Linked DNA regions of Mus musculus: all the other regions are linked to region 3. A link is a contact called in public Hi-C and HiChIP or PLAC-seq data. All regions are on one chromosome and are shown on one strand. Each heading gives the region's core, a stretch centred on a gene start, on an enhancer-like site or on the middle of the called end of the contact. The rest is flanking DNA. Distances are from core to core; before and after follow the strand shown. Region 1 has its middle 37 kb from the start of Gm33959. Region 2 overlaps Sgce (sarcoglycan, epsilon). Region 3 overlaps Ppp1r9a (protein phosphatase 1, regulatory subunit 9A).

Evidence for each region. Hi-C and Micro-C count contacts between places; a contact is called where the count stands out from the background. HiChIP or PLAC-seq counts read pairs in DNA pulled down with a chosen protein or histone mark.
Region 1: a Hi-C map of embryonic stem cells shows a contact between it and region 3, with 2.5 times the contacts expected there. The contact joins two enhancer-like sites. A contact is called at or near these places in 3 of 484 Hi-C or Micro-C datasets (the N1E-115 cell line, embryonic stem cells and nephron progenitors) and 2 of 9 other capture datasets (embryonic tail and embryonic trunk).
Region 2: an H3K27ac HiChIP or PLAC-seq map of embryonic stem cells shows a contact between it and region 3, with 10 read pairs. The contact joins two enhancer-like sites. A contact is called at or near these places in 3 of 484 Hi-C or Micro-C datasets (the N1E-115 cell line, embryonic stem cells and uterus) and 6 of 115 datasets of contacts at active chromatin or transcription factors (embryonic stem cells and extraembryonic endoderm stem cells).

The regions. Positions count from the first base shown.
Region 1 is chr6:4,548,797-4,552,349 of GRCm38.p6, reverse strand. No RefSeq gene overlaps it. Among named protein-coding and RNA genes, the nearest start is that of Gm33959, 37 kb to the left of the region's middle. Within about 2 kb of position 1,644, at least 24 of the 459 cell types and tissues checked have an H3K27ac peak or open chromatin away from gene starts, as enhancers often do. A contact at or near this core is called in embryonic stem cells, where this site is marked.
Region 2 is chr6:4,675,711-4,679,087 of GRCm38.p6, reverse strand. It overlaps Sgce (sarcoglycan, epsilon), which reads left to right. Exons shown (of 11, transcript NM_011360.3): 10 at 978-1,021. Among named protein-coding and RNA genes, the nearest start is that of Gm38761, 23 kb to the right of the region's middle. Within about 2 kb of position 1,452, at least 9 of the 459 cell types and tissues checked have an H3K27ac peak or open chromatin away from gene starts, as enhancers often do. A contact at or near this core is called in embryonic stem cells, where this site is marked.
Region 3 is chr6:5,017,282-5,021,075 of GRCm38.p6, reverse strand. All of the region lies in intron 2 of Ppp1r9a (protein phosphatase 1, regulatory subunit 9A), which reads right to left. Among named protein-coding and RNA genes, the nearest start is that of Gm52886, 36 kb to the left of the region's middle. Within about 2 kb of position 1,590, at least 33 of the 459 cell types and tissues checked have an H3K27ac peak or open chromatin away from gene starts, as enhancers often do. A contact at or near this core is called in embryonic stem cells, where this site is marked.

The sequences.
Region 1 (3,553 bases), core at 395-2,894, 470 kb after region 3:
AAAAGCAAGAAAACGTACACACACACACACACACACACACACACACACACACACACACACACAGACAGACACACACACACAGACACACACACAAAATCTTTATTTCAGACCATTTGCCGTCATATCTGTTCAGAGGGTTAAATGAGTAGTGGTCACAGCTCAGAGTTCGTTTTGTTTTGTTTTGTTTTGTTTTGTTTTTTCTTTTTTGAGAGCTGGGCCTTTCTTTCTTGTTCTCTCTCTCGGATTTGTGCCGACAAGAGTCATGGCACCTCCCAAAGCTAGCAGCTGCCTGGGCTTCCTGTGGTGTTTCTGTGATGTGCACCCCTTGCCTTCAGATGTGTGATGTTCTGGACAGTGGGGTTGGCCCGCTGTGGTATAGGATGCTCTGGACAAGCCATTCTGGCCTTCAGCTGGAAGCTGCTCTGGACCAAGCAGTGGAGAGAAAGCTAGAGTCACACTCCTTTATGCCAAGACTGTCTTACAGGCTCTGTGAGCAAAACACTTTTGAAAAACCAAAGATTTGCCCCTTACCAACATGTAGGGTGTGAAATAAAATGTGTTAGAAATATAATCACTTTTAAGCTTTTAGCTCTTTACTGGTAGTTTCTTTCCAAAAAATTTGAACTCGTTAATGCTTACTGTAATTGTATATGAAGACACCTTTTGCCTAAATTCTTGTCAGAACTTTTTTATTTATTTATTTTTTACAAAGAAGTATAGCCATGGGATCTTTGTTCTCTGGGCTTTCTGACCTTTAATCTCTTCCCTTCCTTTCTCCCCTTACTAACTCTTCCTCCTTTCATTTCTCTGTCTTTTCCTGTATCCTTCTCTTCTTGTCTCTCTGTTTTCTTTTCATCTTAATTTTTTTGAGACGATGTCCTTAGTTTAGCCATGGCTGACCTTGAACTTGCTACCCTCCTGCCTCTGTGTACGAGGTGCTGGAAGTACAAGCTTTCTCCGATATCCCGGCTTATTCTCTGACTTTACTAAAGTAGTTGTACCTTTCTTCTTTTGTATTTCAGCATTCTGCTTCCCTATGGTGTGTCGTGTTCTTTGGATCTGCCTCACTGCCAAACTTTTTAAAAATGTCCATCTAAGACCTGTTTGTATTTTAAGATTTAATGAGAAGACAGAATTTTCGCATTTGTGGAGACAAATATGTATTTTTTTTTTCAGAAGAGACAGGAAATGGGAAGATTGGGAGAAGGGCACATGAGTGTTCACATTGAACATCTGAATTCGGGGCTGTTTCTATTTTACCTAGAACACAGAGGCTTTGGTACTCGAGCTGGTACTTGTGCTGTTGCTTCCACAGCTTCATCTCCTTAAAGATTGCCTTACTATGCCCTCCGTTGTCCAGGTAGCCATGTTTAGTAATCTGTGGATGTTTAGGAAGGGCTGTCTAACTCAAAAGATACCAATCTAGAGGTTGCTGGGGCTGTGTGAGCGAGACTGAATCCTTTTCACAGAATTAGAAGAGGGATAAAATTTTATAATAGCCAAATTTGAAGAACAAATACACAGGAGGAAGACAAACCAGATAAAAGGTGGAGCTTGTGGAAGAGAGGGCTGAAAAGTCACAAGTTCCTGCTAGGGAGCTCCCTGGAGCTACATTATGGCCTGAACAAAGGAATTGATCACAGCAGGATGTCCTGAGCTCATTTCCCTATGCATGCTCCCTGGCTTGAACTTCTCCAAGTGGGTCTCTGGTATCTACCAGTCAATAAAACAGATGGAACAAACAAAAGTTGGCTATGGATTTGAATATCAGCTACTGTAACTGTATGAACATGGCACTGTACGGTCGTTTTCATGGCTACTGCTCTCAAATAACAATAGCTCAACATAAAATTATCAAGCTCGCTAATGTCTGCAGTGGTTGTTAGGCAGAGAAGAGAACTCAAGCAATCTCCAGAAGCAAATGGTTGCGTCACACTTTTCTACATGGCATGGTGACTGCAGATTGTTAGATCGATGGTGACCAGGGAGTTGCTAGGCAACTTGAAAGACAGGAATACAGAGTAAAAGAGGCTTCATTCTGAGATGAATTATTTGCAATGTTTGTAACAAACCGTGAAGGGCCTGAACATTTTCTAGATTTCTGACGCTAAGATATTGGCCTGCCACCGTTTAATAAATGCTGACATAGACATGTGACTCCTGGGGTCACATAGATGAAAGACTTTATTTCAAGAAGGCAAGGAATGTGAGCTTTATGCTTGCTTTAGGGTTCTTTGCCCCTCACGTCCCACAGGGACCATGGTTGAGTAACCCAAGTGGACGTGTCACAGTTGAGTAATACCTCATCTGGAAGCTAAGTCTTTTACAATGTGCTGTGAGCCAACCTGTGTGATGTGTCCTGGAGAGAGACATTATCTTTGACATACTGGACAGGCACTTGCTCTTTGCTCTGGAGACAAACACTATCTCTGTCTTTCAAGGCTGTTTGCTATCATTATATAAACATCTTTGAGCAGATAGTGAGGGACAAATGCCGTCAGTGCCTCCCTGGCTCTCAGTAAATGAACAAATGACAAACATCCATTATTCCCCCAAATGCTCTTTTCCCAGGTGCTTTATCTTTGCAACCATCTCAAAGGTCGGTTCTTGTTTCTGCTTGCTTGGATACTCTCTTGTAGTCTATATTCTGACTATTTTAAGATACTTTTGTTTTGTTCAACATCAAGAAATTTTTCTCACTTAAGCACAAAGGGACGCTGGTGAGAAGATTCCAAATGATTATTTGAGTTTAAGAAACACCACCAAGCCTAGTGCTGCCCAGGGACGCTTGGTGTGGGGCTGATAGTCATCGTTGATTATCTCCTTTGGTTTGCCTTCTCATCAACAGCTCCACTGTTCTCTCCTCCCAGGCTTAAATTCTCACAAGGGAGAAGCCGAGCACATCAACTTAGCTAGACTTTCCCCCTTGATTTACCCTTATATCTAGAAGGGGTTGGTCACCAACACACAACCCTAGTAAATTTTCTGTTGGAGGGCTGGTTTCGTGGGAGCTTGGCCACCTTCCCAATTGCTCTCTATTATATCTGGATTCGTTTTGATTCATATTTCATTGCTCAGACAAGAAATGAGATTACTGTTTTGAGTTTTATTTCATTTCATTTTTTAAAATCGGTTACGCTCTGACTTGCTTTGTGTTTCATTTTCCTGCCTATCTCATTCTGGGCTTTTTCCTACCTTCTTGGAGTAATGCTGTGAGTGGCTGTTAGCCATTTCAAGGTTTTGGGTGAATTGAAGCGCCCTCTGGAGATGGGAGGGAGATAGGAGTTGTGGCTTTCCCTGAAGGTCTTGTGTGGGGCAAGTAGAAGAAGATCGATGATTTTGTTAACTCCAAGTAGCTAATAGCTAACCATGTAGCTTCAAGACCATTACTTGAGTAGTAAAAATGTTACTTGTAAATATTTGATGTCATTAACACATTCTTGGATGCAAATTTCAGTAACTCTATTTAAAATGCCAGGGTAGCCATTTCTAAAGCTGTGAGTTTTTCTAATTGGGAAAGTCCCAAGATGATTTAATCAAGGCTGGTGTGAGG
Region 2 (3,377 bases), core at 203-2,702, 340 kb after region 3:
TCTGTCTCTCTCTCTCTCTCTCTCTTTCTCTCCCTCTCTCTCTCTCTCTCTCTCTCTCTCTCTCTCTCTCTCTCTGTGTGTGTGTGTGTGTGTGTGTGTGTGTGTGTGTGTGTGTGAGGCTACAGATAGTTTTCCGTCTGCTTAAGACATACTAAGAAGCCAGAAATTGAATTTGCTGATAGAGAGAAAGAAATAAGAAATATTGAGGTGTGTGTTACAGATCTGTGTCTTGGGAGGTCACTGGTCAGCAGTGGGTTGTAAGGGACGAAGAACTACATCAGAGCTGTCAGAGGCTCCAAGGGAGACATGAAGGTGTAAACGAAGGGGACAGATTTAACGAAAGCTGAGAAACATCCCAGTGATTGCCTTTGGGAACGGAAAGAAACGTCAAGGGGGACTCGAAACTCTTCCTAGTCCAGGCAGGGAAATGGCCTTTTTTGGCATGAAGATAGCATGTTTAGTGAATAAAGGTAGTGATATGCCTTCAAAGCTGTTATAACGTACCAGTGATGATTGTACGATATGATGATGTATATAGACATATGTGTATGCACAGATCCATACCGGTTTTATGATCTAGACCTAGTTTGAGATTGTACACATCAGTAATTTAATTGCTGGCATCACTGTGTTTATATCTTTATCCACTGTTATTAGCCGTGTGATTTTCAAACTTTAAGGCTATTTTCACGTATAAGAAAATAGAAAAACTAATAAGACCTATGTTTTAGAATCATGAGGGAGTTTTGTTATGGCATATGGTAAGAATTTCATGGACATTATCAGAGATTGCTATTTGTCTTCCTTGGTCTTCAGTTCTCTCATGTATGTGCATAGCTCAATGCCCCACAGGGTGCAAAACCTGAGCCCGTTATCTGAGTGATACCTCTCCGAGCAGATTTCTATCTTAATGTGTCTTGGTCTCTGATTACCAGTGTGCAAACACATTTTTACTCAATAATGTTAATCATTTCTAGGAACTTGCCACACCAGACTCAGATCCCTCAACCGCAGACTACAGGTGAGTACTAAGATGCTAATTCAGTGTTTATGGATGAGCTAATATAGTAAAAGATTGTCATAGCACTCTATAATTGATGACACTTTTGTCTTCATCACGGGAGGCAAAACAGTTGTATCATTCCTTAATTAGACTGAGGAGCTCAGAAGAGTGGCTTAGACTTTTGCATCAATGGGCCTCAGAACGACAAACAAATGGTAAATGATCTTAAAGCAGCAGTGTCCTTCCGTGGAGGTCTTGTCTAATTAAGAAAGATGCATTCCACTCCCTTTCTACATGGGAACTCCTTATTCTTCCCCTTGGTATAAAAGATTTTTAGCTTGGGTGGGTCCAGGATTTGTCTCAGTAAGTGATCAGGTTGAAACTGACTCTCACAAAGGGCAACCATTGTGACTAATTGCTGAGCCTTCAGGGCGATCAATGAGAAATGGTTGGCCTGTTTTAAAGCTGCTTTAAAAAGCCATTAGAATATGACCAGTGAGGACAAGATGATGGGCAAGTCTCCCTGGCTGTTCTCTTTCCCCAAGCCATGCTTTCTTTAAGTTCATTTCTTTCAAGTGTCCCTAAAAAATCTCCACAGCCAATTATTTCATTCATTCTTAACTTATTCACAATTGTCTACTAATTAGTGGTTGGTTCCTAGTTCTAATTGCCAGGCAACCAGTAATGCCTTTGTTCCTCTTTTGGAAAGCAAGAGAAGTTCTAAAAATGTAAGTTGAGTGTGGAATTCTAAGTATGAATAGTGGCTTTGTGGTGGGAAAAGCCATTAAGTGAGTCTCAAAAAAAAAAAAAATGCCAGCCACATTAGAAATGTATTGGATGTTTTCATTCAGAGTTATCTCCTCTATTACTGCTCTCGGGAATTTAAGGAGATTTTCGTTTGACAACTTTTCAAAGATTTGAGGCAAGTATAATAAAGTTTTTCATCAGATTTTAATTATAAGATGATGTTTATCAGAATTGTTCCTAGGGTTTTGATTGCTTCATTTAATTAAATGCTAATATGATTCAAGTAGACCATTCAATATATTGATGGGTGGTGTGCGTCTGTAAACATCCAGGGGATTGATGACGAAACAAACTTAGTTATAAATATTCGTCACTGAAAGAGGAAAACATTCAAGTTCTTACTTCTAATTTCATGGCTATCTTTTTAAAGAGAAAAAAAAATTAAAGGAACACGACTGTAACCAAACTGATAGAGCACCTTTCTCTCTAACCAAGGAAGTCTGTCTCTCCTGAGATGTCAGCTTTCTGACTCTTGTTCACTTGTGGCGTGCAATGAGTAGAAATCACAAAATTTCTAGGAAAGTTATAAACATTTTTTCGAGACTTGTGAAAAGCTAGATTTTTTTCACTCTCTGCCTCCTAGGAGAATAGAGATCTTGAATAGGTGCTGTTGGAGATAGTATCAGTAGATAATGGGACTTGTTTGATATGTTGGGGTGCTGTGCTCAGCACTGGGCAGCTTTCCTTGTCGGGAGCAGCACATGGGCAGAGCTGGGTACACTGATGAAGAAGGGCTTCCTTCCCCTTGGAGGTCTTTTGGCTGCTCAACCTCATTTTTTCCAATATTTTTCTAAAAAGATTTTTGGGAAAGTAGCATTTCGATGGAAAGAGTTCCTCCTTCTGGTTAGGGCGGACCTCGTACTCTCTTGTTTTCTGCACGTTGATGCGTGTTACAGACCAGACGGTAGGATCTTCTCGTGGGTGCTTTGCTGTTACTGTTTTCTCAGTGAGCCTCTCAAGGATCTGTGTGCAGAAGGGAGCGAGACCACCCTAGCACTGGGTGCTAACTAGGAGAGATGGTTCTTTCTGCCTCCCAAACATTTAAAGCATTAAAGGTGTTAGGCCTCCTGGGGAGGGAGCTGAGGGCCAGTTGCAGCCTTTATTCCTCCTCTAGTCATTTACATTAAGATATTGTTTTTTTTAATTAATTTATTTTATTAGATATTTTCTTTATATACATTTCCAATGCTATCCCAAAAGTTCCCTAGACCACCCCCCCGCCCGCTCCTCTACCCACCTACTCCCACTTCTTGGCCCTGGCGTTCCCCTGTACTGAGGCATATAAAGTTTGCAAAACCAAGGGGCCTCTCTTCCCAGTGATGGCCGACTAGGCCATCTTCTGCTACATATACAGGTAGAGATACAAGCTCTGGGGGTACTGGTTAGTTCATATTGTTGTTCCACCTATCAGGTTGCAGACCCCTTCAGCGCCTTGGGTACTTACTAGAGAGCTTCTCCAATGGGAGCCCTGTGTTCCATCTTATAGATGACTGTGAGCATCCACTTCTGTATTTGCCAGGCACTGGCATAGCCTCATATGAGACAGCTATACCAGGGTCCCTTCAGC
Region 3 (3,794 bases), core at 341-2,840:
TAGGAACTCCACAAGAAAACCAACAGAGTCAACTAACCTTGACCCTTAGGGCTCTCAGAGACTGAACCATCAACCAAAGATCATATGCAGGCTGGACCTAGGCCTCTCCACTCATATGTAGCAGATATACAGTTTGGTCTCCATGTGGGTCCCAAACAATAGGAATAGGGGCTATCCCAAAAGCTGTTGCCTGTACCTTGGTTATATTCTTCTAGCTGGGCTGCCTTGTCTGGCCTCAGTGGGAAAGAAAAGTACTTAGCCTATAAGAGACTTGAAGTTCCAAGGGGGGGATAGACAGGGAGGGCCTCACCTGCTCAAAGAGAAGGGGCTGGGATGGTGGGAAGGATTGTGGGAGGGAGTGACGGGGAGGGGCAGTGAACAGGACTTGAAGAAGGAGCCTTTGCCTTGTTTCCTAGCTCAGAATTTCTGAGAAGAAAGGTACAATCACCTTTGTTCCTGACAGTAAAGGTCTTTTGTCTCTGGTTACTTTCAATTTTCTCCTTCATTCTCCTCCTGGAGATTTGTTCCTGGTTTTTAAAAAAGTTGCTTAAATTTTTTTTTTCTTACCTTTACCTTTTTGGAAAACTATGCACATATTTTCTTGCTGCTGTTTGTCATGGTAGTTGGTTTAGTGATGTTTAGCCTATGTTTTGTGGTAGCTGCCAGTCAGGTCAGGCCTGCTTGGTTTAGTTGGCTCCCTTTTGGCTATGGAGTGAGTGGATGAGACTTTTGATGGCTTGGACTGGATGACAGCTGAATGACTTTTAGTCCTTGCAGCAGAGTTGTGTAAGAGACAAGGGATGGGTAACATGCACAGTGGGAAGTGAAGAAACCACAGAGGGAGGAAGGCCCAACTCTTCCTCACACCTTCCTTTGAAGGGGCCATCAAGCTAACCACGCCCTGGAATGGGCTCTCCCTGTACTGTTCCTTTGAAATGAGCAGCTTTGCCTCACAGCTAGAGGGAAGGAAGGAACCAAGCAGATATCTAGCAGAATCAGAAAAAGACCAGGAACTGCCCAGGGAGTTCTTCCAAGGTTACTGTCGCTGTGCCCTTGTATTCAGCAAGCATTGTTTCCAATGGCTGTGCACATATGCAAAGACAATTTTCGATTTTCCCTACTCCCCACCCAACCCGCCACCCCCATCCCCGTGTGTGCATACGTGCTTGGGTGATGTGATTGGATTTGTTATGTCACTTCTGGAGGGCCCTGTATAAAGTAAAATCTGAATTAGAAACGTTGATATGCTTTGCTCTTATCAGCCTGTCTTTTATCGTAGTGACTTTAGCCGTGAATCTTGCCATAGGCGAGAAAATGTTTTTTGGTTTTTTGCTGCTTTTTTTTTTTTGGAGGGGGGGGTGGTTTTACAATGCTGTGGAATGTAGGTTTCTCATACTTACTAAACAAAACTCCTACCTGCACGTTACACCCTTTGCTGGAAGCCTACACTTGTGCCACAGGCCCGGTAGTTTTCACTTCTAGAATGTGGGAGCTCAAGGTCAGCGAGAACTAGCTTAGGGCCTCAGGAGGTATTTCCTGATCAGTCAAGGAAGTCCCCACACAGCACATGATCTTCTACATTCTCAGCAACAGAGGAAAACTTCCAAACTCCCTTAGTACCTCATTCCTTCTCCTTTTGTTCATCACTGTTTGTACCAAACACATTATTGTCCTGCGGTGGGAATGTTCAATTGTTTGTGTCACGACCTCCCGCGGCCACCAAAACAACCTAAACACAATAAAAGAGCTCTGAATTCTGAAATCACAGCAGGTGACAAGTGGAAGCTTCCTGGAGACACAGGAAGGACAGAACCCAAGGAGCTCCAAGGTGACTTCCTGGGAGTGGATGTCACCAAGGATTTTGATTTTAGGATTACTAGAGCACTGGGCAGGTGGGGGGGTAAGGTTAGCAGGATAAATTAATTTGTCTCACTATTTGCTGCTCTCTTCTACCCTGCCGTCTTCCTGGGATAAATGGTTCATAGTCCTGCGGGCCCACATCAGGCAGCACTGGTTCAGGCCGTCACTCTAGGGTGGCTTTCACGTGCAAACTGGGGCCCTGTGCCACCTTTGGGTCACTACCTTGTATCCTTGTGGTGTGCTTGGCTGCACTGTGGAGAAATTCTACCCCTATGCTTTCAATTCACTAACTTAGGCTCTAAGGTTCCACGCAGAGCTCTTTCTGCTCATTGTTGTACCTATCTTTAAAAATTGTGTTTGGACTTTTTAAAGAATAACTTAGATAGCTCTTTCTAAAGCGTTTAAGCACAGAAACAAAAATACTCACTTTAATTTACTTATGTAATAATTCTTCCATGTTTGATAATATAAGAGCAATGTTGACTGATTTTCTCATCATGAAGTTTACTTTTTAAATGTTTGCTTCCTTAAATGGTTGGATATTTCTGACTGAATGTTAGACTTGTGAGTTTAATCTAACCTTGCTCTTCTGCCCCCAGGGCTCTTTGTTCTGGGCTGTGATGGGTTATACGGAACCCTCATGTCTACACGGGACTTGACTTCAGCTGTGTCAGGGAGACACAAACCACTTTTACCTTCAAGCTTTGCCCTATCGGTTCTTCACAGTTAATGGGATGGCCGTGTATCGGTGAGCAGGAAACGCAACGTGTGGGCTTTCTGCCTTCCAATCTGTTCTTTCATGGTCAGACCTTGAGTAATTTCCTCAAGTGCTCTGTTAAAAGATCACTGTTGAGAGTAGACAGTGAGGTGACCCCTGTGTAAGTCCCTGGTTGTGCCCCACACTGACCCTGTCCCCAGATGTCTCAGCTTCCTGACACTCACCCATCCATCTCCACAATGGCTCCAGGCTCTTCCTGTATCACACATAACTTACTTAGGCTTTAACTTCCTTTAAGGAAAGCTCATTTAGATTCTTTTCTGTCTTTGGCACTGCCTGCCCTTCACAGCCATTATTGCATCCTGCCTTCTTCTGTCCAGGCAAAATTTATGAGGGAGCAATCCTTGCTTGCACATAATGACCGAAAGCAAAGCTGGAATAGTCTAGTTACAGAGATGCTTCAGTAGTTTCTGTGATCTCTCTTGTTACTTCCTCTGTACCACTTCTAAGACCTAGTCAGTGTCATGCAACCTTCAAAACATGTCTCTTTTGCATGAGGTTTATTTTGAGGTTGTTTTTCTTTTTCTTTTTTTTTTTTTTTTTGAGAAAAAAATAGCAGTCACAAGAGAAATTTTGAAAACATAAATTTTGAAAATAAAAGTAGAGAAGTCTCTATTTTTTTTTTTTTAAGTAAAACAAAATTTATTAAGGAAATACTTGACTTTGAGACTGTTTCTCTCTGCACCAAGACAGAAAGGATGACTTTCAGGGCCAACTCCTATCCCCAGTGAAGGTTCCAGTGCTCTGTCTAAGGAACCTCACCATTGTTTGCCTGCTTCCCGGGACATCGAACAGCAGCTTACCTTACACAGAATCTCCTTCTTTAAAAGCTAAACAAAATTATCTTTTGTGTATGGCTGCTTTGCCTACTCAGATACCCATGGACCACTGGCATTCTTGATGTCTCTAGTGGACAAAAGAGGGTTTCAGAACTGGAGTTACAGCAGAGTGCCAGACCTCTGGAAGAGCTTTCAGTTGCTCCTAACTGCTGAGCCATCTCTTCAGCTCCACAAACTTCTAGCCCTGGAAAAGCTTACTCTATTTTGTGTGATTTTATTAAAAGTCATAGATAAACTGAACCAAACTTTTCACAACTTCTTTTCTTTCTAACTTGCAACTAGATACGGTTTCTGGAAATGGCAATATTTTAAAACAG